2 separate regions of the Gossypium hirsutum genome follow, and region 2 is linked to region 1. The links are chromatin contacts, called in public Hi-C maps. All regions are on one chromosome and are shown on one strand. The core of a region is the stretch at or near the end of the contact, and the rest is flanking DNA. Distances in the headings are between cores, read along the strand shown. Region 1 holds the start of LOC107957444 (NAC domain-containing protein 53). Region 2 holds the start of LOC107957416.

The links. A called contact is a pair of places that touch in the nucleus more often than the background predicts.
Region 2: a Hi-C map of leaf shows a contact between it and region 1, with 1.6 times the contacts expected there. The contact joins the promoter of LOC107957416 here to the promoter of LOC107957444 in region 1. A contact is called at or near these places in 2 of 34 Hi-C or Micro-C datasets (both in leaf).

What each region holds. Positions count from the first base shown.
Region 1 is chrA05:37,398,776-37,406,222 of Gossypium_hirsutum_v2.1, reverse strand. LOC107957444 (NAC domain-containing protein 53) reads left to right here and starts at 4,478. Exons shown (of 6, transcript XM_041112340.1): 1 at 4,478-4,869; 2 at 5,328-5,605; 3 at 5,695-5,889; 4 at 6,415-7,020; 5 at 7,110-7,224; 6 at 7,339-7,447. The coding sequence starts at 4,707. It overlaps LOC107957424 (a long non-coding RNA gene), which reads right to left and starts at 1,024. Exons shown (of 3, transcript XR_005926606.1): 1 at 707-1,024; 2 at 537-638.
Region 2 is chrA05:37,604,561-37,612,007 of Gossypium_hirsutum_v2.1, reverse strand. It overlaps LOC107957416, which reads right to left and starts at 3,451. Exons shown (of 2, transcript XM_016892934.2): 1 at 2,746-3,451; 2 at 2,084-2,435. The coding sequence starts at 2,999. The coding sequence ends at 2,303. It overlaps LOC107957417 (SHUGOSHIN 2), which reads left to right and starts at 6,469. Exons shown (of 10, transcript XM_016892935.2): 1 at 6,469-6,596; 2 at 7,429-7,447.

The DNA.
Region 1 (7,447 bases), core at 3,229-5,728:
CAATAGTTTTGGTTAATTTCATTTCCAAGTCAAATTACATCAGATGTTCACTAGAAAGAATCAGAAGAGTAAATTTGTTAATCACATCAAAGCAGTGCTTGAATATTCATACACAGATGACCACATAATTCTCTAAAAAGGACTTCTTGAAAGCTTCTATTGCAATCTCGCTAATGACCAAAGCAAATAGATAAGACTTTAATTAAAACAAAGACAACAACCTAAAGTAGCAAAGGAAACTAAAAAACTATTGGAAACAACCACACGATTATTGAGGCAATGAGGTCTAATTTTTCTACAGAATCATATGCCTATTTCATGCATAAATGACTGCATAAGTCTACGCAAAGGATATCTTTAGTTTCAAGTTCAATACTGTTAATGACCAATGTATATGAACAAGTCAACACCATAATTAAACAAGATGACAAAATGAGATACTCCATCCATTCGTGGCCCAATGAAGTTGCTAAAAAAAATAGAATACCATTGAAAAAATCACAGGCATATATTTTTACTCAAGCAAAAGCTTGTACCATGATGCTGCCTTGGATCATAAATCACCATCTGAGATGTATCTGGACGAAGGACTTTAAGAGAAGCAGTCGGAACACCTGATGGTGCTGATGTACTCTTATCTGCACAAATGAAAACAAAAATTAGCCCAATGAGTATTAATAGTAACCTGGAACAAGAAACGGTGTACCTGTCATTGCAGATCCATTAGAGAGAACTGACTTATCCACCTTCTTACCAATGTTTTTAGAGAGCCACTGAAGAGAATATCAATGAGTTCAAAAATTAGCAAATGCAATTTCAATGATTCAAACATAGAGGTACAGAAGCAATTTTAAGAGTTATACTTACAGTTTTCAAAGGAAAAAGAAATTACACATAAACAAGTCCCAAATTTTTTCATATCTATTGCTGAGACATGAGCAACAAATTTGCGGTTTTATGAAAGAACAATAAAGCATGTTCAAGCTTAAAGCATCTAAAAAGTAGGTGTTAATCACGTTATCCGGACAGGTTTCAATAATCTAGGGCAAGAAAAGATCATAACATTTTATTTTGACTCGAGGTTCCAAAGGCAGATGTGCATCCGGTACAATCAGAAACTCTAAAAGGAGCCAAATTATGCATCGGCCTTTGCAATGACATTACAATGACCATAACAAACACCAAGGTTATGACTAAAATAAAAGAATAACAGCCCTAGTTGCTGATACGTTATAGAAAAAGTTGGAAATGCTACATGGTTATCTTGACATGGAAATTTCCGACCTCATTACATCACTGAACTTCAAAATTTCCCATCAGTTGTAAACATAGCATATTACTTTTATTTACGACATACTTCTCAAATACATCAGATCAACCTAAATAGTCATCAATTTATAACACTCACTGCCACCCTCAAGATATTGATAGATATCTCTACAACTATCTTTATCATGGAAGATTAAGAAGAAGGCCCTTGTTGCAAGACCAAGTACCAAATAAGGCTACACAGCTATGGCTCATTCTTCTGTGGACTTATTTGGCTAAGATACTTGCTAGAGGAACTTCATTCTTCTTCTTAGGTTTGCACCTACACGATGTGTGTGTATGTGTTTATCTTTGTCCCCTTCTAAAATTTTCAATACTACTCAAAACTGCTACCAAGCATAAAGCCTCCATTCTTTTGGCTACTAGCTTCAACATAGATGCCAAAATGCTGCTTGCAAAAACAGGCATAAACCAAAATCAGGTAATCATCAAAATCCCCACCTAAAGAGCAAATCACCATTCACAGACCAGGGCGGCACCAAACATACAACTAATACAGTTTTCTTAATACTATTAACCCTACATCCAATTTTTAAGAAGTCTTACTAACAAATATTTCTACCTTCTTGCACACAAATAGTTATTAGTCCTAAGCCAATGTTTAATGAATGTCCTAGTCAGACCCTCCTGTAGTCATAATCGAAAGTTGTACTGCTTAACCATCCTCTCTATTACCAAAAATTACTACTCTCAGAGGGTATCACCAAACATAGTTCCTGTTCTAACTAATAGTCTGCATTATGTCACAAGTTTTCTCCCTCAAGATTTCTAAGATTAACCCAGTTAAATATGCAAACCAACAACCTTAGTAATTTTCCTTCTCATGCAACTGATTTCTCTTTTCCATTTTCTGATTGAAATGTTCCATTTATGAGAAGTGTGAAATCGAAAGAAAGAGAAGAAAGAGGGGCTGCTGCTGGTTACTGTTTTGGCTGCTGCTGCTGCTGCTAGAATTTCCAATTTTGTGAATATATTGAAGAGAAAAAGAGAGGGTTTTGGTGTGCGGAGCAGATAGTGTTGGGAGGAAATGGGGAAGGGAAATTTGATGCCGAGACGAGAAGAAACGATGACGACAGATTAATCAACGGAATCAGTGGGAAATGGGAGGAGAAAATGATTAGGACGGAAGAGGAGAGGGTCGGGTAGGGAGGGAGGGTAAAACAGAGAGATGGGGAGGGAGGCCGGGCGTAATGGCTAATACAACGATTTGGGAACGGATTGTAAAACACGGGAATTTGGGGATTAGGGGCGTAATGTAATACGCGCGTAATGGCTAATACAGCGAACCAAACGCCGGATTAGGGGCGTAATGTAATACGCGCGTAATCGGGGCGTAATGGATTGGGTAATACGGCGAACCAAACACGCTGTAAATATTTTGGGATTTGATTACTATCTAAGTTATTTCTTTTTTCTTTTAAATTTTCCAAAGTACCTTTTTCTTTTACAGCAACGTACAGTTTTTCTTTTTTCGTTTATATTTTGATTATCCAAATCAAAGATTAAATAAGCATTTTGAGATTATATTTGAGTGGGTTTGATTCAATTGTTTTTGTTTTTATATTTTTAGAACATTATTTGATAATTTTTTAAAATGTTTTTCAAGAGTTAATTCCCATTTTGAACCTTAAATTGTAAAAGTATTATAAAGATTCTTGTATTAAAAGTTAAATTACATTTTGTTTTATTTATTGAAAAAATAGATAAATTTACCTGTGTATTAAATTAAAAAATAAATTTATTTTTCTTTTAAATTTTTTATCAATTTTTACTCCTAAAAATTAATCTACATATATTAAAATAGGAAACACATGATATATCATATGTAATTATATTATTATTTTGTTGCTTAAATTAATTATTAATATGAACTAATTAACTCTTTAACTAATAAAAAATTAATTTACTCATAATTTAAATAAACAAATTATAATTTAACTCCTAATACATTACCAAATTAATCAGACATTCTGAGTTTTGAATAAGTTTACTAATTACGATCCTTACCAGTAATGGATGTTACGTAGGTAATAAAATAAAATCTAGAAGCTTCAGCCGTTAGCCAGTTACATTCAGGAGCCGTTCCACGTGGTTTTGAGTCGGTGACACTCATTTGTATCCCACTCGAGTAACTTTATCATTCCAATACCTCATAAGGAAACAAATAACGGAATGTTTTAGTGAGGTTTGAAGAGTTATGTGCCCATCTGCACACTCCTTGGAACTCACGTTCATGCACCTAACTTCAAACCCTACATTTTCACTTAATAATTCTTATTATAATATTAATTTGGTGTTAAAATTAATAGAAAATTAATTAAATTTAAAAAAATAACAAAAATATTTTTCATATTTTAAATAAATTATTTCATTTGTGTATAATTTATTTTTTAATTTTAAAAATAATAAAAAAATGTATATAATAAAATTTAAACTCATAATAACTAAATTAATAAAACAATAAATTTATCACTCAACTAAACTTTTATTTTTATTTTTATTTTTTATATATTTTCATTTTATTATGTACATTTTCATCAATTATATATCTATATTAAAATACTCTTATTTTGAAGGATAATTAATATTATTATAATAATTTTTTATCTTTTCATACTCTAATATAATCTTAAAATAAAATAATTAAAAAAATTATTGTGAATCGAACACAAATCAATAAAATTATATAAAAATCTCTTACAAATTTAACAATAATAATTTCTTAAAATAATTTTATAAATATTTTTTTAATATAAAATATTTTCATTCACCTACATGAGTGTGATATAATCTAATACTAGTAATGTTATTGACTTCTAACACCAATATATTTTACTTTTTTCCATTTAATACCATAAATGTTGCATAGGTTATTATTAATTAATTTTAAACTTTAACTTTTAATTATTTATTATATATTATATTTAAAGGCACATCATATTAACAGGCTTAATCAAAATATGAATTATTATTATTTTGTCATTTCATAAGTTTTTAATCCTCTCAAAAGAAAAAAAAAACACAATGTATGGTATTGTCATTTTAGATTTTTTTTTTTAAACGTCTCAAAACAACTGACGGATGGGATTACGTTTATCATCCCTTTAAAGTCCACGTGTTGCACTGTCAGTGAATATTTAATTAAAACATTTGGTGATTTTATCATACTTCCCTACTCCTTTTCTTGAAAGATCTGAGCTTTCTACAAACTAACACGGCTAAGTAAAGCCTTCGTCTCACTTCAATTAAAAAAAAACAAGAGAAAAAAACAGCTTCCTTCTAACACCAAAAAAGTTCCCTTTCAAAAAAACAAAAGAAAAACCCAATTCTTCAAAAATCCTGGATTTTTGTTTGTTCCATTCACTGTTGGTGACTCGATGGGTCGTGACTCAGCAACCTCGTTAGCTCCCGGCTTCCGGTTCCACCCCACCGATGAAGAACTCGTTCGTTACTATCTAAAACGGAAAATCTTGAACAGGCCTTCCTTTGATGCCATTTCTGTTATCGATATTTATAGATCCGAGCCTTGGGATCTCCCTGGTATTTTCTTTTTTTTTCCCCTTTCGGTTTGATTTTCTTTTGTTTGGCTTGGTCAAATTTTTTGTTTCATTCTTGAATTTTGGTTTTTTTTTTTCAAGCCTTGACCTAAATTTTAAGTTTTGAAATTGGGTTTTCTATTAATTTTGGTCTTCAGGTTTGATTGTTGAAGATGCTTGTTTTAGCTCTTTTGATTTTAAGTTTTATAAATTGGGATATCGGTACTTGGTTAATTATAAATTGAACTTACTAATTTAGGTTAAATTTTACATATTTGCTTTAAAGCTTTTGAAGATAAACGCTTTAAAGCCTTTTTAGGGTTTTTTCTTCAATTCTTGAAATTGGGTTTTTTAAAAAAACTTTCCGACTATATCTAGTTTAAATTTATCTTCTATGTATAACTAGAATTTAGGGTGAGTTTTTTTTTTTAAAGTTGTAAATCAAGATTTTCTTCTTAATAGATAAGTCAAAGCTGAAGAGCAGGGACTTGGAGTGGTACTTTTTCAGTGCACTGGACAAGAAATATGGAAATGGGTCGAGGACCAATAGGGCAACTGAGAGAGGCTACTGGAAGACAACTGGAAAGGACCGTGCAATTCGCTTTAGGGAAAGAGTGGTTGGCATGAAGAAAACTCTTGTTTACCATAAAGGTCGTGCCCCACGTGGCGAAAGGACTAACTGGGTAATGCACGAGTACCGTCTTACTGATGAGACATTGGAGAAAGGTGGAATTCAACAGGTAAAGATTGTAATATATGTTCTAGTATTTTTTTGTTTTGAGCTTTGATATTTGTTCGGGGATTAATGTTGGGTTATTGGGGCTGGAAGGATGCTTTTGTATTGTGTAGGGTGTTTCAGAAGAGCGGGTCTGGGCCAAAGAATGGGGAGCAGTATGGGGCACCTTTTATTGAAGAAGAATGGGAGGATGATGAGGCAGTTTTTGTGCCTGGTCAACAAGATGCATCTGCCTATGAAGAGGCTGCCAACGAAGATGCTTTTGTTGAAGTGAATGATATTGATCAGGTGTGTAATGTTTTTGGCTTGTTTTGTGCTTGGAAGCTTGACTTTTTCTGTGTTTTATGTTATGTATTGAAGTTTGAGTGACTTTTTGGCGTGATGACTTGCAATTTAATAGAAAATAATAATGACTTGTTTAATGCCTTTATTTTATATTCTCAAATATTGTTCATCTTTTGGTGAATGAGAAAAGTCTGATTTTTAAGAAAAGTACTGCTTAGTTTGTGCTGGTGTGAGTTGTGTTTTTCTGTTTTGATTGGGTTGGGTGTCTTGAAGCCTAACTTTGTCTAGGCTTTCTTTGTGACCAATTTGACATTTAATGATGTTTGCTCTTGGAGTCATATCACTGCTGGGGGTAAATCCCTCCAACCAGATCCACTCTTAAGGCTTGGCATGCTTATGAAATCTTTCAGACATCTTTCATACAGTTATAAATTGCATTTGTCCTTGATCGGAGACTCTTGCTACGGATGAGTTGGTTTTATTGCTAGATGAATGATTAGAGTTCTGAAAATTGTTGCTTCTTGACAGAATCTTGACATTGGCAATCCATCTGAAAACAATATCCTTCCGTTGAACGGCTATTGTGGGGAATCAAGCAACCATGTGGAACATTCAAGGGAGTTCAGTGAAGACGATCAAAAGCCACCAAACAGTATGCATGAGAATGCATTCCTCCCTTCCAGTTTCTATTATGGCGAATCAAGCAACTGTGGTGAACATTCAATGGAGTTCAAAGAAGATTATCAGAAGCCTATTCGCATGCATGCCACTGAAGGTGATTCAAAGCCACATCATGAGCTTGTAGTCGCTGATTCACCTGAGCAAGATCTGATAGCTACAAATGGAAAACCAGTTAAGGATGAATATGTGCTCGAACCAATTGAAAACATCACTTCTGCGAACTACGTGCTTGGAGACCCATACCTGGATGTTACTAGTTATCTTCCAACCAATGATGAACTTTTCTTGGAAGCTAATGATTTTTCAAACCCGATTTACCCAGAATCTGAACTTTTTGACATCAATGAGTATCTTTCATTCGATGATGCTGATGATCAGTCTTTGGCCTTTGATTATGATGAAATTGTGGGAAGTGAGATTCCTGTTTCTGGCCAAGAACCTCTTACTGAAACGGTGCATAGTTCTTTTCTTTCGTCATTCGTTTCTGTAATACATGCAGAGAATTTTTGCTTTTTTCTAATTAGTTCATTTCTTGATAACAGCATACAAATGAAGGAACTGAACAAGATCTTAATGCTGGTGAACATGTTGAAGAACATGGCAATAGTGATGCATCCTCTTCAAAGCAAGAGCTGGAGGCTACAGAATTTGATCTTGGTAAGATATTTGGAAAATGGAATTGCCTAGTTCTTAATGCCATTTTATTGAAGTTATATTTCGACGTATCTGTATTTGTTTGAGCTCACTTTTGGTGCATTCTTTATGATATAGGTACCAAGTATCCATTTATGAAACGGGCTAGTCACATGTTGGGTAGCCTCCCTGCTCCTCCTGCATTTGCCTCAGAGTTCCCTCCAAAAGACGCTGCGATCAAGCTAAA
Region 2 (7,447 bases), core at 2,202-4,701, 210 kb before region 1:
TTTTATATTATGCGTATATTTCAAATATTATATATTAAGTATTTCTAACATCCTTATTATTTATACCCATGTACGTACGTGCCTATGTATCGTATTAATGAATTCATTTTATATTGTTATCATTTCTAAGGTATATGTACATATCATCTATGTGTTATATATATTATGTATATATTTTCAATATTATTAGTCATATTCTTTATATACTATTCCATGTACATATTTCCATATCATCTTATGTATATATTACTATTACATTTATTTTATTCCTGCTATGTTTATTATTAATATTAGTACATATATTTTATTATTCTTGTACACATATTTCTTATCTAGTATTATTTTCATATATCATTTTATTATTATTATACCTATTATTGTCATTGTTATCATTTATTATTTTAATATTATGTATATATTTTTTTCATAAATGTCATTTACGTACGGTTCTTAATATTTATTTTATATATATATCTACATATTATGCATGTATTTTATCCTTACTACTATGAATGTTAGCATATATTTTATTATTTATGTATATATCTTTAATACATCTAGGTATATGTTTATTATTAATAGATGTTTTCAACATTATGATGTATATATATATTATGTAAATATTTTATTGTGTATGCATTTTTATATATTACGTCTATATATATACTTTTTAAATGTTGTATTTTTATATATATCACGTATATATTTCGAATATTATATAGTATATTTCTAATGCTATTACTATTTATATATATATTTCACGTACATATTCTAAATATCATTATTATGTATATATATTCATTGTTTCCATTTCATGTCTAAATCTAGTATTACGTTTAATATCGCATATATCTTTATCGTTTTTAATATATTTGTCACACTTATATTTGCTTCAACATATTTCTAGCTCTGTCATTTATTTATTTTTATCAATTTGCTTTGCATTATTTCGAAAATCTTATTCTCGTCTCCTAATTAATTTCCATATATAATGCAATGTACCAATTTAACATCAAGTCATCGATTTCATCGCTATGTTGGGTGAAATTCGCCGGCTTGTGTTAAAAGCGGGACACCGTTTTAAAAAACCAAAAATTTCGAATTTTAGTATTTCAATCGGATCGCGATTAAATATTAAGTTAAACTTGTATTTTTGAGAATCAAGACAACACGTGTTTTACAATATACCAATTTTGGGCGTCGCGAGAGTGCTAATACCTTCCTCGCGCGTAACCGACTCCCGAACCCTAATTTTTTTCTGGCTTTTGACGTAGACCTAAACTCGGCCTTCTTTTTTAAAAAAAAAAGAAATCTAATAGGTGTCCGATCACACCTAGGAAAAAGGATCGGTGGCGACTCCCTTTTTATTTCAAAATCAAACTTCAGTTTTCAAGTTTTCACTAAATCGCCACAATTAGCGACCAAGCTAAATTTTTTACGTCGCTACAAGCCAATTGGTGACCAGAAAAAACAATTGAACAATTGAGTGACTATTTTGTAAGTTTTCATAATAGGGTGACAAAAAAAAATACTAATAGTTGAGTAACTACTAGTGTTGTTTACCTTAATTTTTAGGGTAAACTACATAGATAATCACTTAACTTTCAAAAGTTTTCATTTTAGACACCTGATTTTTTTTTTACAATTTAAACACCTATATTACATAGTTTGATTATTTTAATCACTCCCGTTAAAATTGTAAAAAAATCTAACCTGAAATTATTTCTAAAATTTTGATTTTCCACTTCATTTAAATAAATAAATAACTTCCATTTATTGTATTTCATTATTTATGATAAACTGGTGAATTATTGTTTCATTGAAGAAGATTGGTCAGTTTTAGGTAGAAAAAGAAAAGTTCAAAATGTGTAAAAGAACCCAAAGATGTTCTTATACAATGAAAAGGAATAGAGAAGCTCATATTTGGATCTGAAACAAGCTTTGTGAACACATGTTTTTTAGTCATTTTTTAAACCAAAAATAAAAAAACAAACACTAGCTTTTTAAATTTTCCGATTTAGTCACTAAACTATTCGAAAACAATTTTTTTGGTTTTTTACAAAACATTAACAACCATTTAAAATTTGACGAAAGTGCTAATGTGGAGTTTTTTTTATTGGTCTTGTAATAGCCAATTTTGGCCCAAACCAATAAAACCAAAATAAACCCACCAAATAATTAAAAAGTCCATTTTTTTAGTCCATTTACAATATGTGTGGCCCAACATTTTAAAACCCATTTCAGATCCAAAATTAAAACCAAGCCCACTACCCAAATTTTAGCCCAAATCAGCCCAAACAAACTAAACCCTAGCCCTTTGCAAAGAAGAGAAAACAGCAGCAGCCCTAGCCCTCCAGGCATGCTGCTGCCGAACTCTTGGCCTCCCTTCGGCCACCACGCCCTGACCATCGCCTTTTCCACGCGTCGTATGACACCTGCAACAGAATCAAGATACAACAGCAAAAATGCACGCGATTGACAAAGAAATAAAGAGCAAAAGAACAAAAATCATAAAACCAACAGTTGGTAGATTGGCTTTAAAAGCCAAGATCTTTTCTTTGTAATCGGTTACAGACACTTACAAAACAAGATTAATCAAAAAGAAATAGAAATTCTTCGAAGGTGATTTTATTGCTTGCGTTTCAGTTTCTAATCTTTGTATTTTACTTTGTTTTGTTTTTTTTTCTTTTCATTTCTTTTTACATATGAAATAATAATACAAAGATAACAATTGTAAAGACGTACCTCCGATTCACTGTTTGGGGGTGCTCCGGCGTTCCCTCGCCGATTTGAAGGTCGTTGAACCCCTGGGGGTTCAGCCAATGGCCGTGGAAGGGAACAACGAACCAAAAAGGGGGTTTTCCCTTTTCTCTTCCGTCGCGATGGGCTATGAAGGCTCCGCCTTCGAACCAGTTCGGAAGAGGACCAAAAGGGCCCGTTTCACTCAACACCGACTGCCGTTCGAGGCATGGGCGAGGAGACGCCCCCGATGAGCCCATGGTCGGCCATGGGGGAGGCTAAGAGGAAAATGGGAGGGAGAGAAAGCAAGAAGCTCTCTGTTTTTTTTAAATGAAGTCTGAAAAATGAAAAAAAAAAAGGTTTTTTGGTTTAAATAATATTGATGAAACGGCATAGTTTCATTAACCCCCCCAGGCCTTAAAACGATGCCTTTTAGGGGGAACCCGCGGCCCGACCCGATTGGAAGAGAGACCCGCGTGTTTTTGAGGCCGAAATGGCTATTTGCGGTTATGATCCCTCCTTCTTTCCTACGCCATTTGATTTAGTCCCGCTTTGCATTTTTATTTTTTAAAATCTTGCCCTATTATTTTCTTTCATTTCTGATTTGATCCCTGGCCTGGACAAGTGAAACGCAGCGCATTAGACTTGGAACACTCCCTCATTTGGTCCTCTCGAATCTAAGCGTGTTTTGATTTAGTCCCCAGTGGCCTTCTTTTTTTATTTGCAATCGCTACCCTGAATTTTGGTCCATTTTCAATCACGTCCTAAATCCCTTTATTTCTTTTGTTATTTATCTGTTTTAAAATGTCTTATTATGTGCTGTTTCAAATATTCTGCATGCGGTTTGTTATTAGATTATTTATGTACATGCTTTATTTTAACTTGTTTTAATATTGATTATTTAAAATTGTATTATTATCCATTTTAAATTGTTTTTTTATATACATTGAGTGTACTAAGCTATTTTGTTATATTATACGTTTTTGATACTTTTCACATATCATTTATATAGTTTATTTCCAATTGTTTTTATACATATTATTAAAAAAAATGATGGTTTTGTATATTTCTATTATTATTATTATTATTATTATTATTTTCTTTAAGCTCCCTCTTATTTCAAGTTTTTTTATCTCTATGTATATATATATATTTTTTAAATTGACCTATATATATTGTTTATTTTAAAATTGTTTTCATACCTTATTTCGAAACCTATTTATTTATTTAAAAATGTTTTGTTATTATAATTTACTTTAATTTTTTTATATACATTGTTTCATACTTTCGTATGTATATATATATATATTATCTATTTTAAAATTACTCATGTGAATTCCTTTTTTAAAAAAAATTTGCTTTGTATAATATAGATTTTAAAATTCTTTTACATTATTTATTTTAAACTCGCTTCATGTATTATTCATTTTAAATTGTTTTATTATTTACTTTAAATTTTTTTATATATTATCAATTTCAAATTGTTATATCTATTTTTTTATTATATATATACTAGTCATTTCTTTGATGTCTTGTATATTAACTATTTTAAAATTTCTTTTACATGTACTCTATTTTTAAATTATTTTGAACATTGTTGATATTAAATTTCTTTTTCACATTATTTATTTTAAATTCATTTGTTATCATTTTAAAATTTATTTTACACTTTGTTTATTTTAATTTGCTTTATAACCTTTTAAATCGTTATATATTATTTAATTCATTGGTCTTTGATTATTAATGTTAGTATATAAATGATGCGTATCGTGAGATTATTGCCATTGCATGTACTATGATTCGTTTATTTGTACTTTCATATTATTGTCATTCGCTTGTGTAATATCTTTATTCATGTATCATCGTTCCATGTCGCACTATACTCTTATTTCATATCATCGCCTCATGAATTAAGCCTCGCTACATTTATCTAATAAATCGTTTTAACCTAAACGAATAATGCACGTTATTTAAATATCGTATTCGCTACTATTCAAAAACAAAAATTTCAAAATAAGGCAATGTTTTGCATTTTGGAGCGTCGAGGAATTGTGCCCTAACTTACGGGGTTTCGGTTTTCTCGATTGATTCTAAATAGCCAAATACCCTTTTGAGTTTTAAAATACACAGAATTCCAATTAAAATTAAAGACAACCTTGCGCTCGGGAAGTTCATGGTATTGTGTCCTAACTTACGGGATGTGATACTCCGATATCTCGAAACAAGGAAATGTTTAACAATTGTTTTGAGCTAATCCAAAAATTTTAAAATCGATGCTAATAAAAAGGGATCGTATTTTAAATCTATTCTTGATTTTCAACTTTCGACATTAAGACACTAACTAATCAATTCGGTACCAATCTTTGGGCGTGACGAGGGTGCTAATCCTTCCTCGCACGTAACCGACTCCCGAACCCATTCTCTCGAGATTCGTAGACAAAAAAACCCCGTTTTAATAAACTAAAATGTTTTATTAAAACAAAGGTGATCCGATCACACCTAATAAAGATCGGTGGCGACTCCCGTTTTAATTTTCATTTTTAAACAAGGTCGATTCCCATTTTCAAAAAAAAAATGGTTTCGACAGGTCTAATGCTAAATTTAGCTTCTAATGTTTACATATTCTATTAATTTAATCTTAAATATAAAAAAAATTCAACAAATTTAGTCCTCATCCTTTACAAAATGACAGTTTTTTATTTTTAAAATTTTTGTAACCTTTATTTCTCCATTGTGCTCACCTATATCAACTTACACTCCTAATAGTATGTCATCAATTAAAAAATTTTACATGTTGTCACATCCAATAACTCTCATCAGATCCGCCACCAACCTCGCCTCCTTCATCCTCTTCTTCGTTAACATGTTCATAATTAAATGAAAGGTGGCAGGGTTCAACCTACTGTTTCCCATCATAGTTTGAACTACATGCAACGACTCCTCGATCCTTTTGACCTTGCAAAGACGTGCGATGAGCAAATCGAACTTGTGTTTGCGCATGAGTCCTTTGTCTAAACAATATAAGGTTTGGATCAAAGGGTCGAAGATCAAGAGAAAGGATTTTGTATTAGTGATGAAGCTAAAGGTTTTGATGGTGTTGAAGCAGCCATCTTTCACATGCTTATTGAGGAGGCAGCCTATTGTCATCATATATCCATTTCGGTCGACTTTGTGAACTTGTCTGTGGTAGTCAGTTAATGTGGGCTTGTCAGGTCGAATGAGTTGGGATAGAGGAGAAAAGCCTAAAGAAGAAGCAAAGAATAGATCAGGGATTAGGGTATTGGTTGTTAAGTTTTTAGAGAAGCGACATGTTATTACTGATGAAGGTTGGAGAAATAGAGATTTGGTATTGGAGTTTTTTAACTTTACAAAAATTATAAAAATTAAAATTGGTCATTTTGTAAATTTTTAGGGCCAAATTTATTGAACTTTTTAGAATTTGAACTAAAATTTAAATTTTGTAAACATTGAGGGCTAAATTAGTTGAATTTTTTCTATTTAGGATTAAATTGATAGAATGTATAAACGTTAGAGGGCTAAATTTGTTATTAGACAAAAAGTCATGTCAACACTTCCGTCAAATTGCAAACTCGATTAAAAATTTAATTTCGAATAATTTAGTGACTAAATTAAAAAAAATTAGAAGTTCAGTGACCAGAATAAAACACGAGCAATACTTAAGCGACCATTTCTGTACTTTACCAAAAAAACAGGTTTCTTTTTACAAATGTCCAATTCAAATTTTAATTTACAATTTTATCCTTTATATTTGATTTCCAACTTTCCCTCCCATAATCGAAAGAGGAAGTACGGAATTTGTTTACGTTTTCTCGACGCAGAAACCAGCGTCGTTTCAGGTAACTCGATTTCTTGAATTTTCCCCTCAATTTTGTTGGATTATTTTTAAAAGTAAAAATAAATTTATTGAACCTTTTTTTTCAAGCATTATTGCTTTCTCCCCCGATTGCTGATTTCATCGATTCTTTCTTTCAAGTTTTCTAATTTAAATATTGGAAGATTTGGATGGGGAATCGTATGTTTTCGTGAATAAGATCGAGGAAGGAACCCTAATTCTAGAATGTAATTTATCTGCATATAATAAAACTGATTACTGATTAAAAAGAAAATTACATTTTACCTTTCGGTTTTATAAATTGGTAGTGAGATTAGGATCTCTTTAATCAGTTTATTTGGCTGCTTGAGAAATGATGGAAAAGTGAAATGCAATTTACTATTAATGCTGCTGTTAACTTTGATTTCTTTGAGTTGGTTTAGAGGTTAAGAATTTTGTTTTCTGTGAATTTCATTTTAGCATTAGGTCTAGGAAAATTGGTTGTGAGATTTGAATATCTTAATTAGTTTATTTAGATGTTTGAGAAATGCTGGAAAGGTGAAATTTAACTTGCTAGTAGTACACCTGTTTAGTTTGATATTCTCTGAGTTGGTTTAGATATTAGGATTTTTTTGTTTTTCATTTGCAAATGAAGCATTTGGTCTTACTTACAGTCTGTGTGTGAATGTTGGATATGGGTATTAGTGACATGATAAAGTTCGATTTTTCTAAGTTTTTTGGAGGACACCTGGAAGGTTATCAACATCTATGTTTGGAAATGGATACCTCAATAAAAATGAAAAGTTTGAGTAACACAAGATTGGGTTTTTTAATTGTCTATTATGTTTGAATTTTAGGTAATGAACTGAAAGGGAA